2 separate regions of the Sus scrofa genome follow, and region 2 is linked to region 1. Evidence: chromatin contacts called from public HiChIP or PLAC-seq data. All regions are on one chromosome and are shown on one strand. The core of a region is the stretch at or near the end of the contact, and the rest is flanking DNA. Distances in the headings are between cores, read along the strand shown.

Region 1 (3,928 bases), core at 1,143-3,642:
CCCTAGAGACTGGAAAGCTCAGGAATCTCCTGGGAAGATCAGAGCAGGGCAACAGAGAGGATTACAGGCAGCACGAGATGGTCCCAAACTTCCCCTTCCCCCAACATCTGGGCTCTGGGGGAAAAAGGCTCGCCAGTGGGGCCATTCAGGGGGTCAGGCCTGGGCTGTCTCCAACGAAGGGGACTTGGGCAGGGGCTGGCTGAAAAAGGTCCTGGGCAGAGAGACATTACTGAGCTCAACCATTAGGGAGCCACTGTTGGGGGGCAGTGAGGGGGCAGAGGGCAACATGTCCTATCAAGGTTGCCTAGGAAGAGGGGTTAGAAGGGTCGAGATTGGGAGCCACTTGGATCCCACAGTTAGGGTGAATCCACTGACCTTCAGCAACCAGGATCTTTAAACAAGGTCAGGGGCGTGAAGGTAGGGGTGGGGTTTAGATTTCCGGTAGACAAGCATCCCCAGCCTTCATTCAACAACGCCCACATGTGGCAAAGGGTGAGGACAGGCTTAGTGTCATTTCCATAAATACCCCCCCTTCCCCTCCCCCCCCACGGAGGGAGAAGGCCACTGAGACGTTCTCACAGCCTGTGGGAGGAAATGTCCTTTGGAAAATCGTAAAGCAGCAAAAATAGACAAGAAATTGTATCTGACAAGCCCTTAAGAGACTCCATAATGGCCCGACTGAAAAACATCTAGATTCTAGATGAACCTTCCCTGGGGTGGAGGCCAAGCCACTTCCTCTCTCTTGCTGCACCCCAGCCACTGAGTCAGGAGTTCCTCTTTCTTACAGTCCGAGAGCAACATGTTTACTGCAAGGCCAGCGGTGTGCCAGGCCCTGGGAGGAGAGGAGCCTCGTCATGTTCTCAGGTGATGGAAAGAACACCCTGGACTCGGGGATTCTGGAACTATCACAGGCCCCAGCTGTGTGGCCTCAGGCAAGCCTGAGCCTGAGTTCCTTCAAAAAGGGATAGCGCTATCTATGTACCCAGCAGTGCTGAGTTAGGATCAAATGGGCCTTTTGCGAACTAGGAGGTGCTGCGCAGTGAGGTGGTCTCGCTGGCTAGATCTACACCGCCAATCCGCCGTCACCCGAAGCCCCCACTCCGGGACCCACCGCGAGCCCGCGAGCCCGTGCGCCCGTCTTACCTGGCTCAGAACACAGGTAGGAGTAAAAGCCCTCCGACTTGAGCATGATCAGCAGCGAACCCCAGCCCAGGAGGACTGCCGAGAAGAGGAGGTTTTCCAACACGGCGGTGCAGGCCATCCACCAGCGGCGCCGATGGGCTGTGGCCAGGGTGGGCGCCATGGCTCGGCGCGGCGGCCCGGCTGCGGCTCGGGCTCGGGCTCGGGCTCCGGCTCTGCAGGCACCTGCGCAGAGATTTAGCCGTCAGCGCTCGGCTCGGCCGACCAGAGGCTGCCAACCCGGGCCGCTGCCGCAGCGCGCGGAGCTTGTCACCCCTCTGCGCCCAGGAGGCAAGAGCGCGCAGCGAATGAAACCCCAGCCCTGTCCCCCTGGTGTCCTCTGGGCCACCCTCTCCGCCGCTGGCTTTTCCGCCGGCCCGCAGTTCCGGGAGACCTGCTCGGACCAAGCAGGGAGATTTCCTCCGCGGCTCAATCGGAGGGAAACTGAGGCATGGAAACTAGAAGGGACTAACGTCTGCTTAGGGACATGGAATTGGCCCTGGCTCCCATCAGGATTGACACAGGTTGGGGGCTGACAGGGGAGGCAGTTAGAGGTCCGAATACTTGGGAAAGGGCATACCTGCGGGCTGCCACTCCCTGGGACCCTCACCGGCGCCCGCCCGCACAGGAGACCCTTTCCCAGACCCTGCTCCCTTAACCACAAAATCCGCGCACACAGCTCCGAAACGGCCCGCCCACGGCCCGCTCATTGGCCTGTCGGCACAGGAACTGCATTGCCATTGGCTGTTGTCTAGGTCGCTAGGCGCTGCGGCCACGCGAACCCCGCATGGGAGAGGCGAAGCCGGTTCAAACCGGCGGCGCGAGCCACCCGCGCGACCCCTGGCCTGGGCCGTTTCCTTGGCAATTAGTTCGTTCTAAGGAAGTGGGATCCCATCTCTCCATCCCCCTGCTCCCGTCTCGATTCGTCATCTCTTTCCTGCTGGCTCCTCATCCATTCAGTGTCTCTCCTTTCATATGCACACGTCTTCTCCCTACCCCCTTACTCTTGAGCCTTCTACCCGCCAGCTACCTCGCCCGGAGCCCAGGTCCCCAGAATCCAGCTCACCCAGCTCACCCAGCTCCTACTGGTGTGTATCGGGCCCGGCCGGCGCCTTTTCTGCCCCCCTTTTATTCCAGCCCTTTTATTCTGACCCTAAGATGAAAACACTGCCGCGCGCTGATTGGCTGAGTGGGGCTGGAAACAGGCGTTAACCAATCAGCACCCACCCGCCCGCCCCGCCGCGAGCAGAAGCCGGTTCCGGCCGGACTAGGAGACAAACAAGAGAGCTGGGGGCGGGGGGGTGCCGGGGGGCAGCGTCGGCCCGAGTTTTTGCTCGGCTGCCTTAGAGAGTAGTCACCGCCCGTCCGGGAACCCCCAACGCCATTGCCTCATCGCCCCTCCAGAGGCTCACCCCGAAGCTCTGTCTCTCGATTGGGTCCCCTGCTCCGCGTTTCGGCGCCCCCGGACTTCCCCAGTTGCACGCTGGTCCCCCTCGCGCACTACTTTGGGCTCCAGCATTCAGCCTGGCTCCCGCGCTCTGCTCTGCTCTGGCCGGCTGCGTCGTCCCCAGTTTCCCCGCTGCCTTGGGCACCACGCGGATGCTCTGGCTCCACTTCGGTCCTTCCACTCTCGCCATCTCCACTGCCTCCTTCCCATGCACCGCTGCTTTCCTAGCTGCTTTGGGCTTTGTGTCCTGATTTTTTGCTTTCTTGCTGCCGGCAACTCCCATCTAGGTTCTGTCTGCACATCCCACATCCCCGGACATCTGTGCAAGCATGGAGTGACTCTCTCCTAATTCACCGACCCCCCTTATGGGTGCCATCTGCCCGATCCCTCAGGGATCCCCAAGTGGGAGTTGGGGGCTTGTCTGCCTCCTAAGTTACTATTTCCTCAGGTACCCCATCCAGACTCTGACCACTCCCCCCACCACCCCATTTTTCGTTCTCCTTGGTCCCCTCGGGGGCTCCCACCAGAACAGTCATCTTGGTGCTCCCTGCCCGAGTTGCCCACTCCATTCCCACTGCCCTGCGCCACCTCCATCCCCTTACGCCCTGTTCCCTGACATCTTCAGGTTAGGGCCCTTTCTGCAGGGTTTCGGGGTGGGCAATGCCAAGCTGCCAACACAAGTCAGGACTCTGGGAGAGCACGTAGGGTCGGGAGGGTTCCAGGTTCCCGGTCTGATCAGAGACCTGGACATGCCCGAGGAACAGCCAGGGCAAGAGAGGGGGAGCCTGGGCTCTGGAGGTTCAGCTGCATTTGGAGGTTCTCCCCCATTTCAGGCACTGGCCCGACCTCCGTGGGCCGTTGGTGTCCCCGATTCGGCTCTTAGATTCATATTTGGGTTCTCAGATTCGGGTCTTCTTGGCAAGCTCCGGGAGCCTGGCTTATCACACCAGGGCTGTGGCAGCCCCAGCAGCATCCTGCTTCACATCCCCGAGACCGAGGGCGCCCCCTGCTGCCCTGAACCTACCGCTGGCAACCTTGCTCAAAGCACACCTGGCATTGTGGGCTTGGGGGTTCCTGGTTAGTCAACTATCCTGTTACGACACCCTGAAGAGCTGCATCGCCTCAGAGGGTTGCAGCTGTCACTTGACAGACTTCAGTCTTCCCCTCCCTCCATCCTAGAGCCACCTGCTTGAGGGCTGTCTCCAGGCAGTTGTTCCATACACATTTCTATAACATTTCAAACACCTCTCTAAAATAGTTCACTTCCCCCCTCCGTGGCAAACTGTTCCTCCCATTCTTTTA
Region 2 (3,786 bases), core at 356-2,855, 54 kb before region 1:
AGAAAATACAAAAAAGACACACACAAAAAAATACGTAAACAAATAAATAAAAGTACACATCCAATCCCTCGCTCTACCTCCCCACCCCACCCTGCCAATCTCTCCTCTTTGAAGAAAAAAGTCCTTAGATGACTACTTGGAACCAGGAGCTTCAGGAATGGGTCACCTCGTATTTGATTTAGCCACACAAACATCCCCACCTGTCACCCAGTGCGCTGGATTTCAGGAGCGAGCTCATCTCCCTGAAACTCTGACCAGAAGTCACTCGCTAACCCCCCCGCCTCTGCATCACTCCTCAGAAACTCCTTCACTCTCACTGTCTTTCCTCAGTCAATGGCTTTATGAAAATAATTCCTCAAAACAGTTTCCCCATCTCTTTGCACCAAGACTGAGAATCCCCCAGGGCCATGTTGGCCCTGTCCCCTATCCCTGGCCATTATGTCCGGGACTCCTCACCCAAGCGTCTCCAAGTTCCAAGCAAACATCCTAAGCTCCCCTCCCCGCCTGCGCCGCCAACTCCAAATACTTCCGCCTCTGTGCCCACCACCTGGGCATCATGTCAGGCAACCAGTCCCCTCTGCTAACTCCTTAGACTCTTCCCCTGTCACTCAGCCCCAGTCGTCTTCCTGTGTCTACTGATCACCACCCTCCTAATGCCCAAGGCAGCCACTCCTCATACCCCAGGTTACCCTCAACACTCTTTCCCCATCATCTCAACTCCATTCTGGAAGCTGTCTTTTCTGATCTCCCAGTGCCCCTTGGTATTGTTCAGCCCCAAACCCTTTCCCACCACTGGCCGGCACCCTGGCCCTGCCTGCCCTTGTCCGCCTTTCCTCATAGGCTCAGACAACTCCTCCCTCTCTCTGGGTACACTCTGCCACTCCTGCAGCTCTGGCTGCCTCTTGCCTCTCTCAGCCTTCACTCTAGGACCACCCCACATCTTACCCCGTGCTCCCGCTCCCCTCAGCAGCCCCCCATGTCCTGTCCGGCTCTCCCTGTCCCCTTGACCTCATCTCAGGCCTGTCCGGCCCTCATTGTCCCCGCGGCCTCTCCTCAAGCCTATTTGGCCTTCACGGCCCCTTGGACCCCACCTCAGGTGCTGTCTGTCCTTCTCTATCCCCGTCGGGCCCACCTCGGGCCCTGTCCGGCCCTCGCTGTCCCCCTCGCCCCTTGCTGTGCCGCCCAACAAGCCTATCCAGGGCTTTCCATTCCGTCGGGCCCCGTCCGGCCGCTGCATCCCTTCTGCTAGACTATCAGCCTCCCTGGTCGTCATCCTCGGCTCTCCCTCCCTCCTCGCTCCCGCACCGCCGGCTGGACACTCACTACTCCTTGAGCAGCACCATGTCGCTTCGCGGCTCGGCAGCTGCCCGCTGCCCGCCCAGCCTCCTGCCCGCTTCCCGGCGGCCGCTCTCCCCGTGGCCCGGCTCGGCTGCCTGTGCGCCTTCGTTGTGGTCTGCTCTGTCGCCGCCGCTCTCGCTGCGGTAGCCGCTCCGGCTCCTGCCGCCCTGGCCTCGCCACCTCCCGCGCCACTGCCGACGCCGCCCGGAGCTCCGGTTCCGCAGCGCCGCGCGGGGCGGGGCGTCTCTGCGGCAACCAGAGCGTCACACGCAGCGCTGCGCGCTGACCTCAGGGCGGAGGCGGAGCCTTCCCGGCCCGCCCCCTCCCGTCCTTAAATGGGCCTGGGCCTGAGCATCCGCGTCCGGGGTGGACCCCAGGCATGCGCAAGACCCTGGCGGTAGGCGGAGCCGAGGGGAGAGGGCCCGCAGGGTCCTAGAGGTGACTGCAGCAGGATGGGATGCCCCTGTAGGGATGGGCCTCCAGGGTGGTGTGGTTTGAAATCTAGGAAAAGGCTGTGTCAAAAAATATTAATAATTGGGAGGGATAAATTAGGAGTTTGGGATTAACATATACACACTACTGTGTACAAAACAGATAACTAATAAAGACTTACTGAATAGCGCTGTACTCAGTATTTTGCAATAACCTATAAGAGAAAGGAATCTGAAAAAGAGCGTATATATGTATATATATTTCACTTTGCTGTACACCTGAAACTAACACAACACTGTAAATTTGCAGCATAGGTCGCAGATGAAGCTCAGATCTGGCGTTGCTGTGGCGTAGGCCTCAGCTGTAGCTCTGATTTGACCCCAGCTGGAGAACTTTCATGTGCCACAGATGAGGCCATAAAAAGAGGGAAAAAAAATTTTTTTGAAAATAAAGAAAAACTATATTAGAATTCTCTTGTGGCTCAGGGGGGTTAAAGATCTGGCGCTGTCACTGCAGCGGTTTGGCATGTTGCTTGGCCACTGCTGTGGCATGGGTTCGATCCCTGGCCCAGGGAACTTCTGCATACTGTGGTTGAGGCCAAAAATCAAATTTGGGGGTTGAGGCACAGTAGGAGATGGGAGCGGGTTGGACCCAAAGTATGCGGTTCCTGGCCAGTGAAAAGGTGTTTGGAGTCCATCCTAAGGGCAGGGTTGGGCATTTATGGCTTTTAAGCAAGTTTGCTGTCAGGCTCACTCTGACAGCTGGATGAAAAGGGGACCTAGGGAATCAGAGCAGAGGCAGGGAGACCAGTAGGGAGGCCTCTGCCTAAGTCCAGGTAGAGGTGGGCTCTGATAGTGGTGGGAAAGGGGGGAAAAGAAGAGATGGGAGTTCCCACTGTGGCTCAGTGGTAATGAACCCGACTAGTATCCATGAGGATGCGGGTTCCATCCCAGGCCTCGCCCAGTGGGTTAAGGATCCAGTGTTGCTGTGAGCGGTGTTGTAGTTCACAGAGTCTTGGATCCCAAGTGGCTGTGGCTGTGGCATTGGCTGGCAGCTGCAGCTCTGTCGACCCCTAGCCTGGGAACTTCCATATGCCGCAGGTTTGGCTCTGGGGGAAAAAAAGGAAGGAGAGATGGATTCAGGAGCAACTCAGGAGGTAAAATCAACTAGACCTGTTGACGAATTAGCTGAGAGAGTGAGAGTGAGAAAAGAGAGGCAAACCCACCCAGGTCTCTGGCCTGGGAGCTGGGGGGGACAGCACTGACTTCAAGAGAACACAGGGCAGACAGACCTAGGCCAGGAAAGAAAATAACTCTGAGACGGAGCAGGACCCTGTGGGGCCTTTCTTGCTTGTGGGGAATAGGCTTCAGCCTCCTTGACCTTCCCTGAGTTCCAAAGAGTGGGTTCAAACAACTGAATTTGAATTCCCTCATCTGGGAAGGGAGGGGTTACAGAGACAAGGGAGGAGCAGCAAGAAACCATAGTGCAGTCTTGGGGCAGTGTTCTGGTTCCTCCTCAAGGAATATACATAAAAACACCTTTGAGTTCTGCTGCTGGAACAGGGCCCCCACACAGGTGGAAGGTGGTAACTACAGGCAGAAGACAAGATTCCTGGAGCCCCGCCCCATTACCTCACCCAACCAATCAGAAGGAAGTCATACACTCTGCAGCCCTTACCCCCAATTTTGCCTATAAAATCCTCTCCCAGGAGTTCTCAACGAGATGGGCTCGGATGCAATGTTGCTGTGGCTGTGGTATAGGCTGGCAGCTACAGCTCTGATTTAACTGCTAGCCTGGGAACCTCCATATGCCACGAGTGTGGCCCTAAAAAGAAAGAAAGAAAGAAAAAAACTTCTCCCCCAAACCATTAGGAAGTTTGGGGTTTTGAGCTCAAGCCGTGCGTTCTCCTTGCTTGGCCCTGCAATAAACTTTTCTCTGGTCCAAGCTCAGACAAGCAGTGCTGGACTCCAGGGGCACCCCGGTGATGATGAGTGGGCTGCCTCAGATAGGACTTGG

The links. HiChIP or PLAC-seq counts read pairs in DNA pulled down with a chosen protein or histone mark.
Region 2: an H3K27ac HiChIP or PLAC-seq map of alveolar macrophages shows a contact between it and region 1. The contact joins the promoter of PITPNA here to the promoter of SLC43A2 in region 1. A contact is called at or near these places in 5 of 5 promoter capture datasets (fetal liver, fetal skeletal muscle, liver and 1 more), 34 of 47 Hi-C or Micro-C datasets (adipose tissue, alveolar macrophages, blood and 15 more) and 2 of 2 datasets of contacts at active chromatin or transcription factors (alveolar macrophages and skeletal muscle).

What each region holds. Positions count from the first base shown.
Region 1 is chr12:47,836,735-47,840,662 of Sscrofa11.1, forward strand. SLC43A2 (large neutral amino acids transporter small subunit 4) reads right to left here and starts at 2,393. Exons shown (of 15, transcript XM_013990000.2): 1 at 2,255-2,393; 2 at 1,144-1,365. The coding sequence starts at 1,303.
Region 2 is chr12:47,783,782-47,787,567 of Sscrofa11.1, forward strand. PITPNA (phosphatidylinositol transfer protein alpha isoform) reads right to left here and starts at 1,606. Exons shown (of 13, transcript XR_001304419.2): 1 at 1,324-1,606.